Linked DNA regions of Podarcis muralis: region 2 is linked to region 1. Evidence: chromatin contacts called from public Hi-C data. All regions are on one chromosome and are shown on one strand. The core of a region is the stretch at or near the end of the contact, and the rest is flanking DNA. Distances in the headings are between cores, read along the strand shown. Region 1 holds the start of CUL3 (cullin 3). Region 2 holds the start of WDFY1 (WD repeat and FYVE domain containing 1).

Region 1 (6,161 bases), core at 2,343-4,842:
AATGTTACTCCTACTCTGAGTAGACACATTGAAAATAATGGATATGACTCACTTAGTTGGGTACAACTGGTATAAACATGTGACTTCAGAGGTTATATCCAGTAGTGGACTTTGGGCTCTGAAATTTCAGTAGCAATGCTAAAATTTGGTGCTCCCCCCCCCCACCTCTCAGGCTCCATTCTACAGCATTGTTGTGGTGCCCCCTGCAGCCCAACACCCAGTGCTGCTGCACTGATTGAACTAAAACAGCCTCTGTTGTATCAGTTGCAAAAACCCTCTTGAAACCTATTTGCTATAATCATGACAAACTGTAATTTTTGGAAAAGGGCCTTCATAATTCAATTCCATCATTTCAAATTTCATACCATCTCCAAAGTGTCTTAGCACTGATATATATCTGAAACAGGCCTACAATCCTTTCTTATCATTTCACTTCATTTCACAAATTATCCAACTCCAAACTGACAAAAATATGGATTTGCTGTTGTTCTTAGCGACACCATTCAAAACATTTATGAGAGCCTTCTTTCAATACTGCAAAGTATCAATGTGCATATGGAATAATACTGTTGACTTCCAACAATTTTCACATTCTGAATTTCATTTTTTCCCCCAAAATGAATTTTTATTGGTTTATCATTATATATACATATAAACAAATACAAAATATAATACATAAATTACATGTGTCATATCCAGTCCATGAATCATACATATATTATATTCTGAATTTCAATGCAAATTTCAGCCCTCTTAAGTTCCCAGTCACTGGGAGAAAAAAACATATGCAGCCATGTTGGTCTATTAGGGGAAAAAGTCCAAAATAGTACAGCAGTACTATTTCCTGACATTTTGTTTTAATAAATGTATTACCATATTATGGATTTCATTTTGCACCTGGCACTCAGTAAACACCTCATTTATCTTTAGACCTAAACCTTTTAGCTCTACACTAGCATGTTGAAATGAATAACAACCTGTTTTTCAGTCTCAGTATAAAGCCTATTGCAAGCATGACAAATGAAGGCAAGCTGACCTGTATATATGCTATATGTGGTTTCTACTTACACTGGATGAAATTTTGGTACTTTATGATCTTGACATCTGTGAAAGACTAATGTTCTATGGGTGCGATCATTTAAATTTTGTGCAAAAACAGGAGAAGTTTGAAAAATTATTTGGGGAATGTGCATGAACAAACAGCAGTAGGCAGAAGGCTCAAGCAGACATGATGAGAGTGAAGACAAAGTCCTGTTGCATCCATGGAAGCTGCCAATCAGAGTTTACAATTAAGATTTATACCCCTCCCTTCAAGCACGCTATCTGGATGGCTTATCATAAAATATTAAAAACACTGTAGGATAACTCATAAATAGAAATAAGCTAAAACTGGAAAATTGGTAAAAGTAGCATTAAAAATACTATCAAAACAATCAGAATAAAACAAAGCAAGTTCACTTGAAGCTGGAAAAATCAGAATGGGCACCAGGTGAGCTTCTAAAATTAGGGTGCCACAGCTGACAAAGTCCCTCTCCCTGGTGGGCTCCCACAACATCTTTAGATGGTGGAAAAACCTGGAGAAAGGCTTTTGATGATGATCTCAAACTATGGAGAAGTGCATTTGAAGCAGATGAGGTGCTCCTCATTGTCCCTGTGCAGGATGAAGTACATGGTGTGGGGCCACATGGGTCTTTTCAGTGGTAGCCCCCTGCACGTGAAAGTTCCCCTCTACGGAGAACCCCTTCTACAGTGGTACCTCGCAAGACGAATGCCTCGCAAGACAAAAAACTCGCAAGACGAAAGGGTTTTTTGTTTTTTGAGCTGCTTCGCAAGACGATTTTTCCTATAGGCTTGCTTCGCAAGACGGAAACGTCTTGCAAGTTTGTTTCCTTTTTCTTAACACTGTCAGGGACGCGGACTTATAAAAAATATTGGGGGGGGGGCCGGGAAAGCTCATGAATAATAAATAAGCTCATGAATATGCAAATAAAGTGGCGCCGCCTCCTCGTGAGTGAATAGGGGAGAGCGTGCTGCGCCTATTAATCAGCTCCAAAGGAAATTGGGTGGAGCTTTTGCTCGGGAGGGAGGGCAGGAGGCATGCAGCCCGCCCCTCCCTGTGCATTTTGGGCTGGGAGAGGGGCGGCGATGGCGCTCTGCTGGAGGGGCGCCGGAGATTATTGGGGGGGCGGAGCCCCCCCAAACGAATTTTTGAGGGGGCTCGGGCCCCCTCAAGCCCCATGGAGTCGGCGCCTATGAACACTGTTAATACAGTTGCGACTTGACTTCGAGGAGCAACTCATAGAACGCGTTGTGGTAGCCTTTTTTGAGGTTTTTAAAGACTTTGGTGATTTTTGAAGCTTTTCCAAAACTTTCCCGACACCGTGCTTCGCAAGACGAAAAAAATCGCAAGACGACAAAACTCGCGGAACGAATTAATTTCGTCTTGCGAGGCACCACTGTATTAGTTTCCGGCAGCTAGTTAAGGTACACCTTTTTAGGTGGGCATTTAGAGACCTGATCGGATAAATCGATTAGTTGCTGCTGCTTTTGGTAGATTGTTATTTAGTAAATTGTTATGCAGCTGTTGTTTATTTTAAAGGTTGTGTTAGTTTATTGACTTTATGTATTTGTGTGTGTGTGTGTACACACACTGCCCAATGAAACATCTTGCCTTTCCTTTTCTTGGGATTAATTCACCCAGTCACCTGCATGGGCTTTTTCTGCAGCTCCTTCATCTGGTTTGTATTATTCTGTTTTCTGTAATTACCTTATGGTAGAAAAGCTAGTGTATTGTCAAGTATTGTCAACAGCTAAAATAAAATATCGTTTCCGAAGTATGCCTGGTTGGGGAAAGTTTTGTTTTCTATTTGCTTATGCAACACAGCTGTATCATAACTAATAAAAGTAGTGATGCCTTGTGGGAGACATGGGGTAGGCGGGCAACCTATGACCCTCCAAGTGTTGAGCCATCCCTCAGCATCCCTGACTACCATCGATGCTGACGGGGGCTCCTGAGAATAAGGAGTCTGAGGTAACCCAAGAGCCAAAAGCACCCGTCCCTGGTTCTACGGGAGAAATAGCAGCAGCAGCAGCAGCCACGAATGTGTGTGTGTTTTACATGAGGGCCCAGCAGAAGATGCGCCATTTGGTCCACCGCCAGCCAAACGCCCTTGGCCAGGTACTCAGGGCGAATTGGGGCGGGTGGGGCGCTCCAAACCTCCCGAGTGATTTCCTAAGAGAGGCCTCCAGGCAAGCAACGGGTTAAAAGCGGGTTTAACCGAAACAAACGACCAACCGCACTACGTGCAAACCCGAATCGCCGCCTCCTGCCGCCTGCGTAGCACGTGACAGCTAAATCCACCCACTCGCCGCCTCCTCCGCGCCACCACCCGCCAATCACCAGCACCGCTCGCTCGCCCGCCCGCCTCCTCCAGCTTCCCTAGGGTCAGTGGGAAGAAAGACAACACTCCTTACCTCTCCACCCCCCCCCGCCCCGCGCGCCTCCTATTATCGCGGGAGCCGTTTGGAGCTCTCGCGAGACTTGGCGGCCCCACTCTGCTCCCCCTTCCTCCCTCCTCCCCGCCGACTGCGCTCCTCCCCTTTCCTCCTCCCTCCCCTCCTCTCTCTCTTGCGCCGCCGCCGCCCCCGCCGGATCTGTCTGTGTCTCTGCGTGAGGGGAGGGGGGGCCTGTTCGGCCCTGCGCACTGAGCGATGTTTGGCCGCCATCGCGGCGGAGAAGGAGGAGGAGGCGCAGGAGGCTGAGGGAGCCGCCGCCACCGCCGCCGCCGCGTACAGACGGCCACTTGGGCCTGCCTCGCCTCAACCTCGCCTCTCCGCCCGCCCTCGGAGTGAAGGTCGCCGCCGCCTGAGGGGGGCTTCTCCCCGGCCCCGTTTCCCTCTCCCCGCCCCTCAGGAAAGGGGGGCTCCGCTCCCGCCGGGCCCGAAGATGTCGAACCTGAGCAAGGGGACCGGCAGCCGGAAGGACACCAAGATGCGGATCCGAGCCTTCCCGGTGAGTGAGGGAGCGAGAGGGACGTCGCGGCGCCGGGCCGGGACCGGGGCCTGGCGGCGAGACGAGCCGCCGGCCGCGGCCTTGCGTGCAAGGGAGCCCCCTCTCTTCGTCGCCCGACCTGGCTTGTCACAGGGGCGTCTGTGGGGCGGCGGAGGGAGCGGGCCGCGGGCACTGAGGGGAGGCCCTCCGGGGAGACCCTCAGGAGAGGCTGTCAGCGGGCGGGGAGCCCAAGTTCCCGTCCCAGGAAAGGGAGAGGCAGGTTAGAGGGCCCGGCGGCCCCCCCGCCGCCGCCCCAGGAAAAGGGCTCTGGGGAGATCGCGGCTTTCCCCTCGGGCCCTTGACAATGGCCTGCCTAGTACAGCGCCTGTTATTAAATAATAATAATAATAATGACAATAAATTGCGTGAAGGTCTTAAGAACACACATATACACACACACTCGCCCGAAGAGTCCAACGTCATACTAGTTCTGTATCAACTTCAAACTTGTTGTGTTGTGTTTTTTTTGTCTCGCCAGTATCAATAAAAGAAGCTGAATATTGTAAGGATTTTGACAACGGACAGTTTTTATGACATTTCCCCCGCTCTGTGGGGTTGTCATACGGGGAGGGAGCATTTTCGAGGTGATTTGTAGCATAAATTACCTCATATCTTTCCTGACCGATAGTTGTTTCAGCTGAAGATTGAAAGCCAATGGACACCCAAGATGAAGGCCTGGGTTTGTTTGTTTTTTGTAACGTGTAAAGTTTTTGTTTTTGTTTTAAGGACTTGCTGATTGCCAAAGTACTGGAGTGTTTATACACATACATATATGCTTAAAAGGAGATGTTTGGTTGTACGTTTTTTAGGCTTGAGCAAAAGTTTTTGTTGCGTTTGAGTCAGGAAACTAGTGGCAAATAATTGTTGCCTTCACAAAGAAACTGGCTCTACCTGTTTATGTGAATGAACTAACAACTGTCACCGTCAGCATTTGATCAACCTGCAGTTCCATTCTCAAAATTAAACTTGTATTTATATATTTTAAGTTATTACTGCCCAATCCTATTTACTCAGAAGCCCAATTGAAACCATTAGTGTTTTCTTCCAAGTCAGCATAGTTAGATTAGGAAAATTAACTCTGCAAAAGAGCAACAAAACTTGCTTATTATATATTTACCCTGTTTTTCAGCTAAGATTGACTCCCTGAATGACAATGTAATAGATTCTGAAGATAAAGAGATCTGTGTTTTTAAATAAAGTGCTGTGTTCTTAGGAGCTGTTGAAAGTACAACATGTTAGTCAAGTCAATTTTGAAATGTCTTAAAGTTGGTTTTGGCTGCCTGAATAGCAGTGGGAGATGCTATCATGATAATCAACAATGACAGTTGCTTACAGTGTTTTACAATTATTCTCTAAGTAAAACATATATTACAAGTGTTTCTTGAAGCCTTTTAAATTTGGATGATGAGATTTATGCATCAAACACTTGGTTGTATATGGGAGTTGAACAGATTGAGAGAAACAAAGTTTGCAGTCAGGGTAAACATTTTTCATTTTCCTTTCTTGCAGATGAGCCTATAAAATGTTAGTGGGTGAAGAATGTTCACACAGCCTTCTCACACAAAGTAGAACATTGTTTTCCCTGTAAAAGTGTTTTTTGTTAGCAGTTGTCATAATTGTGGCTCATTCTAGAAAAATATTTTAAAATAGCTATATTTAATGCCTACTTAGTGGGGAGGGTACATAGACATCATGAGCTGAAGATAATTAAAATAACCATTGTTAAAGCAAACTAACAGTAGTCTTCAACATTTTTGGACCTTTAACTCAAAGATGTATTTGGGGACCCAGTTTCTTTGTATTTTTCCCCTTACTACATATGTGCGTTTGTGCATGTTTTTATATGTACCGTATTTTTCGCTCTATAAGACGCACCAGACCACAAGACGCACCTAGTTTTTGGAGGAGGAAAACAAGAAAAAAAATATTCTGAATCTCAGAAGCCAGAACAGCAAGAGGGATCGCTGCGCAGTGAAAACAGCAATCCCTCTTGCTGTTCTGGCTTCTGGGATAGCTGCGCAGCCTGCATTCGCTCCATAAGACACACACATTTCCCCTTACTTTTTAGGAGGGAAAAAGTGAGTATGTATTGTGGTAGTACTGCATTTGT
Region 2 (6,161 bases), core at 2,011-4,510, 190 kb after region 1:
TCTCTTACCATGAGTACTGGCAGAGGCCCATCCCAAACCCATAACACTATTTGGCAGGATGGGGAGCTGTGTTGTGTTGGTGCTTGAAAAGTTTATTTCTCATTTTCAGAGTCATCAGGTATTGTCCTCACCTCCACAATCATGAGGGAGAGGGACATGTTCATTTTTTATTATTTTTTTTAAATTGAAAAAGAGGGACATCTGGTAATGTAATACATGCCCCAAGTTCAAGGCTGTGGACACATCAGCAGTTTAAAACACAACCAGGTGGTTTCCATCTGTGGCACATGATGTACACACCAGAGAGGGGAGGAATGCATTTGCCGGAAGCGCATTACCTGATCTGCTTCCCTGCGCTTTCAGCCCCCTGACCTCCAATGAACTGTCATCTGTGCGTGTCCAATGGCTGTCTGAACTCTACTAACCGCAGCTTGTGTTTTCAAATGGTGTGGCGGAAAATGCATCAGACAAGAGTGTTTCCCATGAAACTACTGGATACCTATGGATTGTGGTTAATGTCCTGTGTACTCTGCTTCAATCAGCAGCGGTGGAAGTGCACTGGGGTCAGAGTAAAGGGAAATGAGTACACCGCCCTCCTACCAGGACAGCTCACTTTTTAGTGGTTTGCAATCGCCGGCAGCCAGTAACACGTTCCTGCTAAAGTTGGTGCTGACCAGCCAAGAACATTGGGGCGACTGCTCTGAAGCAGCTTGAGTCTGTTGTGGCAAGCACCCTCTTTTTAAAAACATGCAAGCTAACATGAGCATGTTGAACCCACATTGTCTTGCTAGAGTGGTGCATGCTCTAGTTATCTCCTGCTTGGACTACTGCAATGCGCTCTACGTGGGGCTACCTTTGAAGATGACCCGGAAACTACAACTAATCCAGAATGCGGCCAGCTAGACTGGTGACTGGGAGTGGTCACCAAGACCATATAAAACTGGTCCTGAAAGACCTACATTGGCTCCCAGTACGTTTCCAAGCAAAATTCAAAGTGTTGGTGCTGACCTTTAAAGCCCTAAACGGCCTCTGCCCAATACACCCGAAGGAACGTCTCCACCCCCATCGTTCAGCCCAGACACTGAGGCCCAGCTCCGAGGGCCTTCTGGCGGTTCCCTCACTGCTAGATTACAGGGAACCAGGCAGAGGGCCTTCTCAGTAGTGGCACCTGCCCTGTGGAACACCTTCCCATCAGATGTCAAGGAAATAAACAACTACCCAACTTTTAGGAGATATCAGAAGGCAGCCCTGTTTAGGGAAGTTTTTAATGTTTGAAGTTTTTTCATGTTTTTAATATTCTGTTGGGAGAAACAGAATATTCTGCTGGGGAAACCCAACCAGATGGGCAGAGTATAATTATTATTATTATTATTATTGAGCTTAAGGGTGTGTAGTGTCTTGACAACTTTTCACCAAGGTAATAGCTCTCACCTGAAGAAAGCATCTCCACCCCTCTGTGGGGTCCCTGAGTTCAGAGGCAGTTGGGGAACAATGTTGGGGGTTAATTATTGCTTGTAGGTTTCACTGAGGTTTCTGGTTGCTTATGGCTGAAAGCAGGACTTGAGGAACCTTCAGTTTGTCCCAGCAAAGCTCTTCCTAGTGCTCAATTGCATGATGGAGTTTGCATAGTAACAATGTGTACTTGAAAGTATGCCCTATAGAATTCAATGGGGGTTAGGTAAAGGTAAAGGGACCCCTGACAGTTAAGTCCAGTCGTGAACGACTCTGGGATTGTGGTGCTCATCTCGCTTTACAGGCCGAGGGAGCTGGGCGTTTGTCCGCTCCGCAGACAGTTCTTCCGGGTCATGTGACCAGCATGACTATGCCACTTCTGGCGCAATGGAACTCCGACATCAGAGCAGCACATGGAAACACCGTTTACCTTCCCACCACAGTGGTACCTATTTATCTACTTGCACTTTGATGTGCTTTCGAACTGCTAGGTTGGCAGGAGCTGGGACCGAAAGACGGGAGCTCACCCCATCGCGGGGATTCAAACCTCCCACCTTTTGATTGGCAAGCCCTAGGCTCTGTGGTTTAGACCACAGTGCCACCCGCGTTACTCCCAGGTAAATGAGTTTAGGATTGCAGTCTTAGGTGATACCCTTACGGGAGACACTTTAGTCTGCAATATGCACATCTAAAAGGCAGCCTTGGTGGTGGTAATGGGGTGAGGGAATGCTTTATCCTGGTGGGAGACCAACACGAATGCTCTACACTTTCTGATTCCTTGTGGGACAGAGAGGTGAGTGGCACTTTCTCAAGTGGATAGGGATGCATCCTTTTCCTTACCCCACCCCTTTAAGTTGGAAAAACAACAACAGCTAAGTGCCAAACCACTGTCACATGCTTTGCATGAAAAAAGGTCCCTATCAGCTACGGTTAAATAACTGCACTGGCAAGCTGCTGCAGTCCTATACAGTGGTACCTCGGGTTACATACGCTTTAGGTTACAGACTCCGCTAACCCAGAAATATTACCTCGGGTTAAGTTGTTTCAGGATAAGAACAGAAATCGTGCGGCAGCAGTGGGAGGCCCCATTAGCTAAAGTGGTGCTTCAGGTTAAGAACAGACCTCCAGAACGAATTAAGTTCTTAACCCGAGGTACCACTGTACATACCATGACTAAGCCCCATTGAATTCAATGGGATTTATCTCTGAGCAGATACTGCACAGCTAGTGATTTTCAGTTCTGCCTGTGAATGGCAGGGTTTTCTGTCCTTTACCAGCTACAGGCTTCCAGAAATCTTAACATTTGCCAGCAAATGTCAGCAGTGGCAGAATTTCAAACACTGCTTTGATCCAGAAAGCGAGTCATACCATATACCATACCATAGAGTTATGCTCTCAGGCTAAAACCCATCGATCTTGGGAGGTCGTGCTGTGAGCTTTGGCTAACTAACTTCTAATATCAGCCGCTGATCATCTACATCTTCATCCGCAGAGGGGGTTGGACTAGATGACCCTCAGGGTCCCTTTCCAACTCTACAATTCTATGAGTCTTATGTATGCTTATTATATACCAGCTGTGGCTGCTTCTGGGCCTGCGAAGTTGCGAGATGGTATCTGCATCACACAGGGGGAATATACGCCCGCCTGGGACAACAAGCCCTTTCGGCGGTGCCTCTACTCTACGTTTTATGGCAGTCTCACGATGCGAGGTTGGGCGCGGCTGCTGCTGCCATTACGGCACCACCCTCTCCCGCGGCTTGGGGAGGAGTGACGTCGTCGTCCGTCGAGCGCGCCTACTCCAGACATTACGGAAGATGTCTGCGCGCTGAAAAGCCTTTTTCCCGGAGTCGCCGCTACACCCGCCACTACGGGCCGCGCTCCCCTGGCCGGTCCGGGCTTTGCGAGATGGCGGCCGAGATCCACTCGCGGCCTCAGAGCAGCCGGCCCGCTCTGCTGAGCAAGATCGAGGGGCACCAGGACGCCGTCAGCGCCGCGCTCATCATCCCCAAGGAGGACGGCATCATCACCGCCAGCGAGGACAGGTGAGAGGGGGACGCCCCGGAGACCCCTTCCCCGCAGCGGGCGGCTGGCAGGCGCTTCTCCCGGGCGAGGGTCGCCCGAGCCCCGGGCGCGGGAGGAAGGGTCCCTCCGCCGCCTCTCTCCCCCGCATCCACCCCCGGGCTCCGCAGCCTATTTCTTCCATTGCAGAGACCCGCCTCTTTCCTCCCCCTTTATAAGGGCGAAGCGCAGCTCCTGAGCATGATTTTTTCTTTTTCTTTTGAGGGGCAGCAAGAATTGGGAGTGGATGGCTCTTATTTTGTCGCCCCCCCTTTTTTGCTCTGAAATCTCGGGGTACAGAATTGTTATTGTGGGGCGGAGAGGAAAGGAGGAGGGACACGCCCCCTGCCCTCTTGCTTGGCTTTTTTTTGGGGGGGGGGGGCTGGTCTGCCTCTGGTGGTGGTGTTCACACGCATCCACTCACCCACCCCAAACTGGAATAAGATCTGCAACAAAATGTAAGAGCATTTCTTTAAAGAAGGAAGAAAAAGTTTTGTACATTGTAGGATCCTATGCAAACGCCTACGCGAAGGAGGGTGGTGCCTTTTTCCTTTTAAAAGGGATACAGACACAAATATAAATATATATCTCAACACTCATATCCACATGCAGGGCCCTGGATGACAACGCTACTCCACTCCCTTCTTCCTCCCCAGACACAGCCAAAAATCCCCAGGGGGTGGTAGCCATGTTAGCCTGCCACAGCAAACATGTGAGTTTGTGGTGGGATGGGAAGCCTTGTGAGACTTAACAGATTTGTTTCCTTGGTGGACTAGACCAGAGCTTGCTTTGTCGGATGCAGGGAGAGCTGCATTCTTGGGCAGCGGCTGCACAGGTGGGTTTGCAAGTGGGCACCTGAGATGGCTAAACAACGGACACCCCCCCCCCCGACTGTGAAATGCAAGGGCAAGTGTTGGGGGGTCGTTTTATATCTTGCTGCGCTGCAGAAAGCCCCTAGGACGCATGCAAACTTGCAGGAAACCTCTCTCTCTCTGTCCTCCCTCTTCCTAAGATTGCCAAGACTGGGGAGTGGTTTTGGCGCTACTTACCCAGTTTAGATTTCTGGTGTAGAGAGTTTGAGACATCAGAATGTAAGAGGAGCCTGCTGGATCAGGTGATCTAGTCCAGCATCCTGTTCTCACAGTGGCCAGCCAGATCCCTCTAGGAAGCTTGCAGGACACCCACACAATAACACTCACCCGTGGGGGAAAGGGAATCAAATAGGGTGATCAGGTATTAACGTTGCTTGTCAGGTATTAATAACCCAAAGCTGTCTCCGGTCCTACATCTGTTCAGCCAGAAAAATCTTCCTTTTTTGTTGCACAGAAGCCACAGCCGAACTGGATAAAAGGAGTAGTGTCAGGCTTTGAAGCTGCCTTGGGTTGTGGCAGGCTTTCATCACACATACATGCACCCCAACTTCTCTGTTTAAGTGAGGGGTGACCTCAGCAGTGACTCTGTACAGTGGGGATAGAAAGAGGCCTGCATACGCATGAAGGCACATTTTTGTTGTTGGCTACATTACACATTTCATGGGTGAGTTCTGATGTTTTCATAGAATCATAGAACTGGATGGGACCCTGAGGATCATCTAGTCCAACCTCCTGCAATGCAGGAATATGCAGCTGTCACTTATGGGCATCAAACCTGCAACCTTGGCGTTGTCAGCACCATTCTCTAACCAACTGAGCTGCCCACGACTCCCATCTTCAAATGTAGGTTGGTTGATTCCTGGTGAATCCAGTCTCTAATGATACCCAAGGAGAGCCCTTAACCAGTCACCCCAGGATTGTTTGGAGAGAAGCAAGTGAGAATTGGGGGGGGGGGGGATGCGCACCAGTTCGGATAGACTGGTGACCTTCCCCCAATGCAGATAGAGAGAGAAACAGACAGGCCAATTTGCTCATTCTATTTGTAGAACTGCCAGAAAACCTTCAGCTTCGGGTAGGAAGGGCAACTTTGAGCTCCCCTGAGACAAAGCTGAGTTCTGTGCAACTTTAATGCTTGCATAACCTTATCTGATGATGGATTATATTTCTGAGTTATTCAGAGAACAAAATATAAAGGCTTTTCTGTCCACCCTCCCCATATTTCACATTATCCCTACATCAAAACACCCCCTGCCCTGTGTGTGCATGCACATGTGTTGGGTGTGTGTGTGTGTGTGTGGAGAGAGAAATGGTTGAATACTGGCACACTGCCTTGAAGCAGAAATAGCCCATCCCATTTACTCAGTCTGGGGAAGCGTCTGACTGTACAGAAATACTTTCTTCCTTCTGCTCTCCCCTCACAAAGACAAAGAGTGCTCATATTCCAGCACAAATACTTTTTCACATTGGTTTGGTTGCTTTAAAAAAACCCATTTTTGTGTCTCCTTAGCCCCTTCACTCCTTCTTTGCCCTACTCTGGCCTGTGAATTTGTTCCTTGAAAGCTTCTCTGACCGCTCTTTATATTGCACCTTTGATTTGCATGGCTGAGTTACAGAGTCAAGTCCTTGATAGCCAAAGTTTAGATTATCTGCTTTGATTTTGCATGCTGCTTTGCACTAACAACATAATTTGCACACGTTCTTCAAGTTGTGTATTGCCAGCTGCCAACCAGCAGGTAACATCGATGTTCAAATTGCCTTTGTCTTCATCATGATGGAGCA

The links. A called contact is a pair of places that touch in the nucleus more often than the background predicts.
Region 2: a Hi-C map of tail shows a contact between it and region 1, with 2.5 times the contacts expected there. The contact joins the promoter of WDFY1 here to the promoter of CUL3 in region 1. A contact is called at or near these places in 2 of 3 Hi-C or Micro-C datasets (blood and tail).

Annotation. Positions count from the first base shown.
Region 1 is chr6:29,933,668-29,939,828 of rPodMur119.hap1.1, forward strand. It overlaps CUL3 (cullin 3), which reads left to right and starts at 3,593. Exons shown (of 17, transcript XM_028731081.2): 1 at 3,593-4,012. The coding sequence starts at 3,947. All of the region lies in intron 1 of SERPINE2 (serpin family E member 2), which reads left to right.
Region 2 is chr6:30,123,643-30,129,803 of rPodMur119.hap1.1, forward strand. It overlaps WDFY1 (WD repeat and FYVE domain containing 1), which reads left to right and starts at 3,261. Exons shown (of 12, transcript XM_028731071.2): 1 at 3,261-3,494. The coding sequence starts at 3,358.